Linked DNA regions of Arachis hypogaea: region 2 is linked to region 1. The links are chromatin contacts, called in public Hi-C maps. All regions are on one chromosome and are shown on one strand. Each heading gives the region's core, a stretch centred on a gene start, on an enhancer-like site or on the middle of the called end of the contact. The rest is flanking DNA. Distances are from core to core; before and after follow the strand shown. Region 1 has its middle 9.1 kb from the start of LOC112776966. Region 2 holds the start of LOC112776101.

Region 1 (7,470 bases), core at 4,832-7,331:
GAAAGATTTGGAAAGGGGAGTTTTAGTTAGATTGAAGATCCTTAGTTAGTTGCCTATTTTCGTTTCTCATGGCTTAGTTATGCTTATACGCTTTAATTATGAATTTGGGAGTTCTAGGATTGCCTTCGACTTTCTCAGGACATTATATGTTAGATATTTGGGCACTGTTACCATGATGAGAACCTCCAATTCTCTCCCATGCAGATTTTGTGGTTTTCAGATGTAGGACGTGAGGCTCCTTGCTAAAGCATACTGGAGACTTCTGTTTTAGCGAAGATCCTTAGCTCTCAAGACTCTATTTTGGTTTTATGTACTTACTTAGATACTTATTATCTCTGTTATATATATATGTATATATATATATATATATATATATATATATATATATATATATATATATATATATATATATATACTGTATTGACTACTCTTAGAGGTTATTTTAGAGAACAGGTTTTGTAACTTGTCTTTTGGGTTCCTTGCTCTATATATGTATGTATACTTCTATGCTCGGACGGTTATCTTCGCAAACCAAGTCTTGAGCTTTGATGATATCCGTATTTTTGGCACTATCTTGTATATATACTCGCGTTAGCTTATCCTTTATTTGTTTCGTTACTTTATTGATCGGAGTGGTGCGCTTTTCAATTTAACAATTTTGTTTTACCCTTTTTCTTCAAAGGCTCCTAGTTATAAATATTTTTCACACTACAGTATATTCTAAATTTTATTGTTAGAGCTCGTAATGCCTCGCCACCTCTGTTTTATGACTTAAGCATAAGACTATGTGTGGTAGGGTGTTACATACCCCCCTGTCTAGGTTGTAATCGTCTTTTTTGGTATTGGAAAATGGAGATTTTTCATGCATCACGTCCAGATCCAATGCATAATAGTGACTTAGTGCATCTGATAGCGCCGGAATAGGGTGGGGAGGGGGGAGTGAGGCAAAACATAGCGGACCACTGTCTCAGCCTGCGTCTCTGGTACAAACTCCCCTCATCATCATCTTTAGAAGAACTGCTATCGTTGTTATCCTCAACATACTCCTCGTCGGAGTCTTCATCATCCACGTCCATGTCTTTCACTAGACTAGCAACATGAATCGGTGATGGTGCGAAAGGTAGGCCATCCTTCACAAAGGTCGAGTGGATGGATCCACCGCCACCAACATCACCAATCTCCGCGGAAAGCTCCATCACTTGTTTCACCATGATTCTCCCATGGATGTCAAACATGAGGGCGCACATGCTCGTCGCCATGTAGCCAAAACAAACGAAACTGAAAAACTCCGTTTTCCAACGGTGCTAGCAACTTATACCCATCTCTTTTCTCCCAAAACCACCAAGGTTACTCAATATTAGACTCTTCAACTCAGACAAAGAACTTACTCGCCGAGTGCGCAACAATATATCACACTCAAATATCACCCCATTGTCTCTGTTTCTTATACGACAATTAGGATACATACAGACAACCACATATCCGCTACTGCTAGATATTTTTGCCTATTTTTGGAAGAAAAATGGAGAAGAAGATATGAAATGTATGTGGAGAATACCAAAGGTTGCACATCCTTTTATAGCTGTTAAAAATTTGTCTTACTGTATCTCATTTGCACTGTAAACGTTATAATTTATCATGTATCTCGTTTATAGTGTAAACAAGATAAGTTTACACATATCTTGTTTACAGTTGTCATTTGATCTGTCTTATCTCATTTACACTGTAAACGAGATAAGAGATGTGACGTATTTTCGTAATTATTTTACAGATTATTTATTTCAATAAATAAAATATTTTTTATTTATTTAAAAAAATCTATTTTTTACATAGGTCATTTTTTTCTTTTTATCTATTTTATACTATTTTTTTCTCTTTTTAGTGAATAACAGGTTCGAATTCTAAACCTTTAGATCACAAACTCATAAAAGCTCTGATACTATGTCATGAAATTATTTATCTCAAAAATTTAAACTTATAAAACAAAATACATAAATAATTATATCTCTAATAAGAATAAATAATTATTTTAAAACTTGAAAAATTAGTTTATTTATAAACTTGAGTAAAAAGTTTCATCCTTTTTTAATCAAGTATTAAAAATTTGATCTCCATATTGGGCTCATTTTTTTCTATATTATAAATAAACGTGTGATATACATTGATATTTTTATAACATTGTGTATTACATTGCTATGGGTCTGATCCATTTTTTTTTAAAAGAACAAAACGTGGATGACATTTTGTCACTTAATAACAATTTTTAATTAAATAATAACAAAATGGTATTGACGTTTTGTATATTTTTTATTTTTTTTAATTGATGAAAAAAACGTCAGTAACGTTTTGTGCAAAACGTCGACGACGTTTTGTTGAAGACGATAATGACGTAGATGAAGAAACGATAATAACATTTTTCTGTAACTATCAAAAATTTTCACAATGGTGTCAAACACAATTTTTCGGGCATTTTAGTGGATTACACCAATTTGGGTCCAATATTAAAAATAAAAATCCTCCATATTGAGTACGACAAATTTTAAAATTTCAAATCTAAGTGTCTTATCCATTGAAATAAGGACATACTATTGGTTAGAAAAAAGAATATAGTATTTTAGTTTAAGATTTAACTAACATGTCTCTTAAGAATATAAGTTAAAATTATCAATTAAATTTTTTTTTTATAAAAAATGCAAAATTTAGTTTTTAATACATTATTGTATATTTATTTGAAAAATTAACTTTTACTAGTAATAATCTTAAGGGTTAAGTTCAATTTTGGTCCCCAACGTAGAGGTCGAAAATCGGAATCGTCCCTAACTTTTTTTTTGCTACAAAATGGTCCCCAAAGTTTCAGTTTATTTTAAAATCGTCCTTTTTACCAATTTTATTTTTTTATTACCAAATTATCCCTCATTAAAAAGTTATAAAATAAAATAAAATAAATATAAAATAAATAAATAAAAAAAGGAAAGAAAGGGTACAGACGGAGGTGGGGTGAGAAAGAGGGGGGGCGCGACAAAGGGGGGAGAGGGGGGGAGGGCGCGACAGGGGGGAGAGAAGGGGGACGAGCGCACCACCACTGTCTACCCGCCGCCGCCGCCTCTTCTTCTTCTTCTTCTTCCGCCATACTCGCCGCACCACCGCTCGCCGCCGCCTCTTCTTCTTCTTCTTCTTCTTCTTCTTCCGCCATACCCACCGTACCACCGCCCGCCGCAGCCTCCCCTGCTTCACCACCGCCAGCGAGCATCCTTTCTTCCCCTCCCCTGCTTCACCACCGCCATACCCACTGATTCTTCTTCTTCTGTGAATTTTGTGAATTGGATTTTTTGTGAAATTTCTGGATTTTTTGTGAAATTTATTGTGGAACATTGTTGTTGTTGAAATTTAAATTTGGAGTATTGTTGTTATTGATTCTGGGTTCTTGATGATGATGATGATTTTCTTAGTTGAGTTTTTGTTTGTCTGAGTTTGAATTCTGAATCTGAGTTCTGGGTTTGATGAGGATGACGATGATGATGTTGATTTTCTGATGGATCTGAGTTATGGGTTTGATGAGGATGACGATGGTGATGTTGATTTTCTGATGATGATGATGATGATGATGATGATGATGATAATGATAATGATGATGATGGTGGTGGTAGGTGGTGGGTGGTGGGTGGTGGGTGGTGGCGGGTGTGGTGGTGGTGGTGGTGGCGGCGGGTGTGGTGGTGGCAGGTGTGGTGGTGGTGGTGGTGCTTATGCTTATGTTTCTGTTGGTGCTTTGCATAATTTTGGGGAAGAAGGGATAGGGGCATTTTGGTCCGAAGGACGATTTTAAAACAAACTGAAACTTTGGGGACCATTTTGTAGCAAAAAAAAAGTTAGGGACGATTCCGATTTTCGACCTCTACGTTGGGACCAAAATTGAACTTAACCCTAATCTTAACATGTGATTCTAGAGTACAAGATAGTTAAATTTTTTTTTTTTAATAAATAACTATTTTCATTTTAATGTTAATAATTTCCTAGTTAAGTGGCTAAGGGTGGCAACACTACCCGAACCCGCGGGTACCCACCCCGTCCCTACCCGTTCGGGGCGGATAATTACCCGCCCCCGCACCGGGGCGGGTTTTAACGGGCGGGTTCTTGGACCGGGCGGGGCAGGGTCGGGTTTAGGTTAAACCTGCCCCTACCCGCCCCGGTATATATATATATATATATATAATATGTAACATATATAAAATAATTAGTAAAATAATTAATAATATTATATCATATATAATTTTTTACTTTAATTTATGTTATGTATGTAAATGGTGGTTATATAATTTTTAAAATTTTATTTTATTTGTTGGATTTAATAATTATAGGAGCGAGTAGGGGCGGAACGGATACCCGCAAAGACAGGTTAGGGTTTAACATTTTACTACCCGCGGGTAGGACGAGACGGGTTTCATGCGGGTTCTTTGTAGGGCGGGGCGGGGTTGGGTAGAGCAAAAACCTGCCCCTACCCGCCCCGTTGCCATCCCTGTAAGTTGCAAAACCAATTACAGAGACCGAAAAAGGACATTTATTATTTGGGGTCCTTCTCACTATTGTCTCTCTTGGTGTGTTGAGACTTAAAGACTATGTTGATGGATCCCATGGCCAAAAAAAAAAGCTCTGTTGATGGATCGGAGAGATTAATTAGTTTGGTGATATTTAGATACTCATAAAAGTAAAAAGAAAAAAGAAAAGCTAAAATACTCTTCTTATACTATTATCTTTTATCCTATCATGGATACCAAACATGCTTTTAATTAATAATCATCAAGAGTATGTTAAGTGTACATTTTTATTATTAATTGACGAGCTAATCTTTACCTTATATTTCACAAAAACACCCGATCAATGAAGAATTGAACAATAGTAGAAATTTATTTTATATTGTCACGTGATTTCTTACTATTTAAATAGACTTATTTTTCTAATTTTTTTTAGGGTGAGCACGGGTCGATTTGGTTCAGGTTCAAAGTAAAATTAAAATCGAACCGATCAAAATATAGTTGGTTCGGTTTGGTTCGGACTTACGTTTTTTTGTATATGTACCCGAATCAAACCAAATCGATTAAGAATGGTAATTGGGTATCCGATGACTTTGAAATTCATAAAAAAAATTTATCTAAAAAATTCAACAAGTATAATAAACGTGTAACATCAATAGAAATAATCTAAACATATTAAACACCAAATCATTAAAAACTAAACTCATTAAAATCCAAATATATTAATAGTGAATAATTTTTGTCTAATGAAAATACAAAAGTGCAATAAAAATATTAGAAACTAAATACAAAAGTCTAGTGAATAATATTTCAAAGAAGCTAAAATCAAAACACATTAAAATCCAAACATTAGAAGCTAAATACAAAAGGAAAATAGAAATATTTGTCTAGTTTTCAAAGTGTTAGGATTATGAGTTGCAAAACTCACTAAAAACAATATTTTTTATTTTTTTTTATTTAATTAATATATAATCGGATTTACGGGTTAGTTTGGTTCCGTACCCTAAAATCGATATCCGAACCGATCAGTAACAAAGGTTATTGGTTTGGTTCGGATTAGACCCGATTACCCGTTAATTCTAGAACCAATTTAATTGGTTCGGTTTGAATTCAGACGGGTAATCGGGTACCCGCTATCTGTACTCACCCCTAATTTTTTCTCAATTTTGATAATCAAACTAAATTGACTAATTCATCTGGATCAATTAAAAATTGGCTATTTAGTTGGTTCAAAAGAAAAAATTTGATTGCTGTGTATCGTTAAAAAATTGGTAAAACCATAAAAGTCAATGAATTGGTTAAACTAATATGATTTTTTTTAATGAAAAACTAGTTCAAAAGTTTTTAGAAAGATATAATCTATATATAAATATATCATTTTATTATATTAGGTTCAACCTGGATCATATCTCGAAATTTTTGAATCTTTTAACTTTACTAATTTAATTATCAATCTTGTTTTTAGAATGGTTTCCCTCTTACTTAACCCATATAATAGAAACTTTTTTTTTGGTCATACAACACACTCACACACACACATCCCACAAAACAGAAACTTAGAAAGAGTAATCTTCCAAATTGAAATTTAGCCAATTTTTTTTTCAACAAATTAGCCTCTTACAGAAACAAAAACATAACAAATTGGTCCCCGGTTTTGAAAGCAAATTTTTGGTTAGGTCTTCAAAAAACAAAAAAGCTATGCTAACTACCATTGCCCACAGTAGCCCATATATTATGGGGAAAATGGCAATTCTAGTGCTCCTAGATAGTCTAATTCGTTTTTTTTTGGTAAGAGTATGATTCTAGAAGATTAAGAGTCTAATTCTATTCACACACATTTTGTCCCTGCTAATATTTGGGCCTAGCCCCCAACGCATGTTTTGTAACTAAAAAGTCTTCCCTATAGAAAATTTCTTATAAATATAATTAAAAAAAGTAGATTGCCATAGTTAACACTTAAAACTTAGTTGAATACTTGAACTTGGGGTTAATACTCAAATTAGTCTTGAAAGATCACGCGATCGTCTCTGAATGATTTTTTTTAATCAAATTAGTCCCTGAAAGATAAAATGTAAGTCAAATTAGTCTTTTCGTCAGTTGGATGATGACGTGTCACGTGAAGTACCACGTGGCATGCCACCTGGCAGGTCAGTGACAAATCATGTGTCACTTAACATGTAAAAAAGTTTTTTATAGTCAAAATAGTCCTTGAAAGTCTAGACGTAAGTCATTTTCATCCCTCAAATTTTAAAAATTAGTCAAACTAGTCCTTATATAATTTTTTTATAATATTAAATTTACAATATTTTTTGATACTACTAATTTTAATATTATTTTTTAAACCTTAATAAACAAAATTCTCTTTACATAAAATAATAAAAATAATTAAATTTTTATAAAATTATTTTGTCATTTGTATTTTAAAATTTTACATTTTCAAATTGTAATTTTTTATGTGAATTTTTTTTTATTTAAATGAGTTTATCAAATTATTGTTGATTATATATTTAAAAATTTAATATTTTAAATTTTACTAAATAATATAGTAATTATTTTAAATTTTAAATCTTTTAAATTTTTTAAAATTATAATTTTTATTATTGTTTAATTTATATAGTAAAACTCAATAATTGAAAAACTGAATTATGGAATCACTTTTTAAATCTTAATATTCTAATATAATTTTTTAAATATTTCATTTAAAACAAAAGGAATTTTATTTTAATACGAAACATATCTATTTATATAATGTACTAGTGCGGAGTAGCCTGTGTTATGCATAGGTATAATGTTTCCTATTTCATTTTATTTCATTGATTTGTGAAATTAAAAGAAAAATTATATAATCTATCTCAAACATATAAAACACAAAAATTTATTACGATCTTTGCACGTATTACGCTTAAGAAGCAATTCGTTTATAATAATAATAATAATAATA
Region 2 (6,964 bases), core at 2,052-4,551, 57 kb before region 1:
TCTTGTTTTGCTCATTGCCAGTCTGAGAGACAAGAGACATGGTTTGCTGATAACTCTCCCCTACTTGACAACAAGGTATGCTTGATTTAGATTTGCATTGTCTTTCTCTTACAGTGATACAGTTAAATCAAAGAAACTATGAGGGGTAGTGTCACAATTTCTCTGCCTAGACTCATAAATTCTTCCTTTAAATGGGGCTAGTTAAAATAGTTTGAAACATAGGCAATGGATATAGAGTTCTATACATTTTTTATTGATATCGAGTTAGTTTTCCTTTTTCATGGTCAAAAAATGCTCAAATCTTTTATGGTTAAAAATGATCGTTTATTCTGCGTGAACATATGATTGAATACTTATTGTGCAGCCAATTGCAGTTGCTGTCGGAGACTGGTATTTCGACCGAGAAGTAGTTAAAGCCATTGACTGTGCTTATCCCTGTGACAATACTTGCCACAATCTGGTGTTTAAGTGAGCCAAATTAATTTTCTTCTGCAACCAATTGTGATGTGATGTTTACACTTTCATCTTTGTAATCGCCATATATGTATTTATCATTCATTAATTTTTCTGAAAACAAAAAAGAATATCCTTGTTTGAGGTGAACACTATCAAGTGTCTCACCATAAATTTCCACTGAAATAATAAGTCTATTTCAGTTACATCCATTAGTATTCATTTAAGCGGGTACACTTGTTTTTTCCCCTCCTATAGTAATATGAATGATATATTTACCTTGTGTTACTATATGATATTTACTCTTTCAACATTGTAATCACCATTTATGTATTTAACTTTCGTTAAATTGTTATGGAAAAACCAGAGTATGCAATTGTCATGAGAAAAATTTTAGTAATTTCACCTTGTATTTTTCTAATGGAAAGTCATGTGAGTAGTGCAAAAATCTAACATAATAAGAGGATATGACAAATCAAGAAGACCAATTACATCTTTAGCAAATTGATTAGACAGTAGTAGAAGAATACAGTGACCAATAATTCACTTTGAAATATGCATCCAAAATTCCCACCTTCCACACTTCTACTTACAACCAAAACACAACACTCCAAGGGGATGGGGAATTTGAGAAACACCTCAAGAGGACAAGAACAAATAGAGATTCCTAGTGGAAAGAACAAACTTTATATACATGTATTGGAAGCTTAAAGATAATAGAAAGCTAACCGAGTATGTAAAGTCCTTCACCGGTTGGAGAAGATTATAGATCATACCTTACTAGAATGTATAATGTTTAACAAAACTTTCCATAGCTTAAGAATGATTTTTCATGATAAATGAGACGCTTTTTACGGTGAGGAAATTGGTAAAGGAATAAAATAAGATATTAATTACCATCAAATTTATAACCTTCATTGTATGTGAGTCTCATTTTCTTAACTTAATGGTGATTAGATAGTTGCTTTCTTATAGATAGTTGCTTTCTTACTTTATAAATCTCTTTACTTTAGAGGATTTTGATCCGTCCAATTTGGTGGTTACTCAGTTAATCAATGTCTGTATTGTAGAAAATATGCACTAAAATGAAGTGCTGTATTTGGATGCAGATACTGCTACTGCGTGTGCCCACATTTTTAGCCGAGCCTTAACTTCTCGTGGATCATCACCTAATTGAAAAGGAAAAGTATGGGTTAAAAAAAATTAAGAAACCCCAAAACCTAATCAGGCAGCAGATCACTCCGCCTAATAGATTAAAGTGTAGTTCCAAATTTGTTATATTTAGTTGTAGTTCCAAATCTTAACAAAGTTAAAGTGTTAAAACACCCCACCATGCAAGTGTATTCATTATAAAAAGAATACAAAATAACAGAAACCACTTCAAAAGGGTAAATAAAAACCATTAGATAATTTAATATGTATGACTAAATTATAATACAATATTTCTATAATTTTATCAAATTTCTTATTGAGTTTCTATTTTTTATTTTATAATCACATCCTTACGTTCCAAAAATATTTAACTTAAAATATGTTAAAAAAATCTAATTAAAAAAATCCAATTAAAAGTTTTTAAAACGTAAGACTTAAGAATAATTCTAAGACTAACAGAATAATTTAATTGAAAATTGCCAGGTAAACAATGACTATCTTGAACAACATGAACAACTACCAATTAAATAAAAATACACTACATCCTAATTTAATGCTATTAATTAAATTTAAGATTAATTTACTCTTTTAACTTTATTAATTTACATTGTTCACACATTGTTAAAAAATGTTGTTACTTACCTATACTTTTCCTAATTTAAATAAGATATTTCACGTAAAAAAGCTTCTTACCAGGAAAAGAAAGACGAGTGGGAATCTGGAATCCAAACCCAAGATCCGTACAAGCCTTCACTTCCTCCATGTCCATGCACAGTGACCTGCTCCTACCTTTCACACTTTGATCATGAACCACATCATCTTCCTCTTTATCTTTGTTCTTGCTCTTACTACCCTTTCTTCTTCTCCTCATCCTCCTCTTCTTTGTTTTCTCCTCATCATTGTTAATTTCATAGTCCTTGGTTGCAATTGGTGTATGAATTGGCACCCCAGGAAATGGTAAAGAGTAAAAGCTACCGAACTCGGTTTCAGAGCCAGAGGAACACCTTGCATGGGTCTCTTTGCCGTGATCTTCGGAGAATTCGCCGTCGGCGTCTGCGTCGCCTTCCAAGCTTTCTATGGACAAGCCTGAGACAAACATGGCCATGACATCATTAACATCCTCTTCATCATCATCTACGTCGTACGTAGTACTGCTGGTACAAACAGAAAGCCGAGACAAGTTGTGTGTTTGAGAGTGTTGATGATGAACATAACCTTCATCGATATCGTTGTCAAAGTCTTCTTCTAACATGGAAGAATGATATGTGAATAAAAATTATGAAGAGTTCTATTTTGATTGATCACAGTCACCGATGAATTGAAGAAATTGAAGCAAGAGCTACTAGAGAAGGAGAAAAAATACAGTGTTTATTGTGTTGGAAAAGAGAGGAAAATAAAATAGAGCAACGTTATATTGTGTGTTAGCAACTGTGATTCATACGTTTTTCATTTCATGATAAGTTAGCCAAGTGAAGAGACACTTTCAACCACCAAATTTATAATTAAACTTCATACACCTTCTTTTATAAAAAATAATAAATAAAAAGATATTAAGACAGTTGCCTTAAATGTAGCCTACAGTTCCCTCAGAGCAATTCCTAGAATGCTTTTTGGAGTATAATTTTTGATATTTTTAAAAAATTAATTGATATAGAATATAAAATTTCTATTGAAAATTTATAGATGAATGAAACTGGTCTGATCTTGAAGTGACGGCATCATATTAATGAAAAACTAATAAAATTTGTTATTTATATAACTATTTTGATTAAATAATTAAAAATAATATAAAATTTTAATTGAACTAAAATAAAATATTAAAATAATAAATTTTATTTTTTAATTTTAAATTATTATTTATGATATATAAACTCATAAATATTGATATGTCATGTTTCGAGAATTGCTTGAAACGGTGATTTGGGTCTGAACGTGAGGTCCAGACTCCTAATGAGGCAGTGTCCGACTTGTTCTGGTGCCGAGGTGCTGCCGTCTGAGTTCCTCGTGAGGAGGTGGGGGATGGTACCTACAAGAGACTCCGATGTTTAAGTTAGCAAGGACTTTAAGCAGGTTTTTAGTAGATTAGAACTTAAGTATACTTGAAGGATATCAGTGTATTTATGGTAGAGTTGTTTGACCACCTTTGTTGAAGTAGTTCCACCTTTAAGGTGAGTAACTGTTCCTTTAATCTAGGGAGTTTGTTGGGATATATCTTTCAGGAAAGATAGAGATAGTCGGAGAGATTCGGGGAGATATGTACTTATTTGGATAAGTATAAGCTGGTCCCTTTCATCGTGTCTGACCTCTTTAAAGAGGTCGGGTATGCAGTAGAGGTCACCTTCTTGGGTGGGCCTTTCATCCTTATTGGGCCTGACTTTCAGGATATGAACATTGCTCCTGCTTAAGTCTGAGCTTTCAGGAGGTCGGGTTCAAGCATTTTATGGTACCAGTTATGACACCGGGTACACCGCCTTCAAGAGGTCAGGTACTCGACGTGTTTTGAAATTTTGAACTTTGCCTTTTTAAATGAGGGACGAACGTTACGCGACAGTTCCCTTGGGATCTGTGCACGTCTTTAAAGAGGAGTGTGAAATGACTATTTTTCCTTTCTCTCTTATAAATACTTCGCGCCTTCTTTCTTCTCCCTTCTTCCATTTTTGAAAACTCTTCATTTGCTTCTTTCATCACAAAATTCTTTTGTTTTCTTTCTTTGTTTCTTGTTTCTCAACAGTTTTCAGTTCCAAGATTTCTCCATCTTGGACCTTTTGAAAATCTTGTTTTACTGTACTAAAAGGATCATTCGTGTTTACTATTGTTTGGCGTGCCCCTTTCATTCTTCGAATCTTCATTAAAATTGGTGCCCTTGACTCTTGGTACCCCTTTTTTTGTGTAACTGTTCTTTTGGTCTTTTTTTTTTAATCTGTTTCTTGTATTGGGGCGACATTAGTAGCAGAGATTCTTTGTATTGTTGATTTTGTTTGTATCTGTAAAACTTTTCTTTGAAAAAAATTATTGATTGCTGCCGCTTTGTCTACTAAAAACTCCATTTTAAAACTGCCTTTTGCCATCTGATGTTATTGTTGTGAATGTTTGGTTGTGTTTCTGGAATTTGGAGAAACTTGTTATCGTTTTATTGCTGTAGAATATAGTCATGTTGCTCCCCAATGGTGTCGCTGCGGGTGATATAGTAGGGGCACCATTTTTTATATTTTCTGTTTGCAAAAGATCTTCTGAAATAACGTTTTGTGTTTTGTGTCTTTTACCCGACTTCTTTTAGATAACCTCTGAACTCTTTCATGATGACTTATTTTTGTATTTGTAGGCGTAGCTTTTATGTTTCAGTCTGTTATTCACGACTTATGATGAAAATCCCTCCTTCTCTTTTAACTTGGGTAGATTCTTCTGTCCTTTATGCTATTCTTGTAGTCGATAAAGAATGTCCTTTTTGTATATACCATAGGCTATGTGAGAGTCGAGAGGATGAAAGGAATTATGAAATAATAGTGGCTGATTCCGAGGAGAGGATTTGCTTTCCCCTATAGAGAAACTGGAAAGCTCCTTTTTTTATGCCTACGAGTGCTTTTTTATAAAGTTAGGTATCAAACTCCCTTTTTCTGATTTTGAGACAAATATTCTTTGGACTTGCAATGTTGCTCCCTCCCAACTTCATCCGAAATTTTAGGCATTTTTGAAAATCTACCAGCTCCTGTGTCGGGAGCTCGATATTCGACCTTCTCTGAAGGTCTTCTTTCACCTTTTTGTCTTGACCAAACTTGGGTCTTTGGTGCGGCGTGTACGCAAACCCCACACTTTCCGTACAGCAGCAGTACCAGCAAGTACACTGGGTTGTCCAAGTAATACCTGAGCGAGTCAGGGTAGATCCCACGAGGATTGTGGCTTGAAGCAAGCTTATGTTTGTCCTGCAGGTCTTCGTCAGACAGATCAGAAGGAGTATAATTTAATGTGTTTTAATATTGTATAAATTACTTTTTATCTCAAATAGAGTCAGTAATGGAAATGGAGAAAATGAGTAATTAGGACTAAGAAGTCGTGTAAACTATGAAAAGAGAATAGTTGAGGATTGGAGTTGCTTAGCCTTTCTGAATTGATTCTGGTATCACTGTCTTCTTTGCTTGTGGATGATGTCCTTCTATGGCAGGCTGTATGTGATCAAATCCATTGCCCGTGGTCATTGATCTCCTCTGCTACAGAATAAACGCCAGGGCCCTTGGTCATTCAATCTAACGGAGGTTGAAGCTCTAGCAAATCATTCTCCTGGCGATCATACTTAAAATGCCACAGACAAGGTCGAATCTTCTGGATCAGAGAATACTGCTTCTTTGGATTCTAGCCTATACCACGGAGACCCTAATCTCCCCAAAAAATGGCTGAACTGGTGTATCGAGAAGTCCCCAACGAAGTCATGAATTAACCGTCTGAGATATGTATAAACCTAGCTGTTGGCTCGTGCTTTCCTTCCAAGTATTCACACGAATCCAAGTAGACGCGGGTGTTTGTCAGGCACGTTCGTTTTAATTTGATGAACAAAGATAATTTGTCAGATCATCCTATTCACCACGATGAAGATCGGATATACATCTTAGAAGTAAATCAAACACCGATCGAAGAAGAAACAGTAATACTTTTATTAATTCATAAGACTCAGCAGGGCTCCTCCCCTCAACCTAGGAGGTTTAGAAACTCATACTGAGGTATAAAACAATGATAAAATATGTATGATGGTAAAAGTGATGTAAAAGTCGTGTAAAAGTGTTCGAATAACATGAATAAAATTCCTTAAATACTAAACTAATGACTAGTAAGGGTAAAACAGTCTTTCTAGTGCTAAAATCCACTTCTGAGGTCCACTTGGTGAGTGTTTAGGCTGAACTTTGATAAAATCCACGTGCTATGAGGTCTCTTGGGCGTGGAACGCCAGCTAGGAGATCCTCTTTGGGCGTTTGGACATTGGGCTTTGCTCCTTGGGTGCTGGACGCCAGAAAGGGGGCAGGAAGCTGGCGTTGGACGTCAGTTTTGGGCCTTCTAATCCGAAACAACGTATAAACTATTATACGTTGATGGAAAGCTCTAGAAGTTAGCTTTTCATAGCTATTAAGAACGCTCCATTTGGACTTTTGTAGCTCCAGCAAATCTCTTCCAAGTGCAAGAAGGTCAGATTTGGATAGCATTTGCAGTGCTTTCTCTGTCTCTGAATCAGACTTCTGCTCCAGCTCCTCAAATTTAGCCAAAAAATACCTGAAATGGTACAAAAATATACAAACTCAAAGTAAAATCCAAAAATGTAAATTTAACACTAAAACCTGTAAAAACTTAATAAAAACTGAATAAAACATATTAA

The links. Hi-C and Micro-C count contacts between places; a contact is called where the count stands out from the background.
Region 2: a Hi-C map of leaf shows a contact between it and region 1, with 2.1 times the contacts expected there. The contact joins the promoter of LOC112776101 here to the enhancer-like site in region 1. A contact is called at or near these places in 3 of 8 Hi-C or Micro-C datasets (leaf and an unstated tissue).

The regions. Positions count from the first base shown.
Region 1 is chr19:26,629,497-26,636,966 of arahy.Tifrunner.gnm2.J5K5, reverse strand. No RefSeq gene overlaps it. Among protein-coding and RNA genes, the nearest start is that of LOC112776966, 9.1 kb to the right of the region's middle. Within about 2 kb of position 6,081, at least 2 of the 3 cell types and tissues checked have open chromatin away from gene starts, as enhancers often do.
Region 2 is chr19:26,684,292-26,691,255 of arahy.Tifrunner.gnm2.J5K5, reverse strand. It overlaps LOC112776101, which reads right to left and starts at 3,301. Exons shown (of 2, transcript XM_025820088.3): 1 at 2,299-3,301; 2 at 922-1,622. The coding sequence starts at 2,857. The coding sequence ends at 1,534. LOC112776100 (pectin acetylesterase 12) reads left to right here. Exons shown (of 12, transcript XM_025820086.3): 11 at 1-75; 12 at 365-766. The coding sequence ends at 472.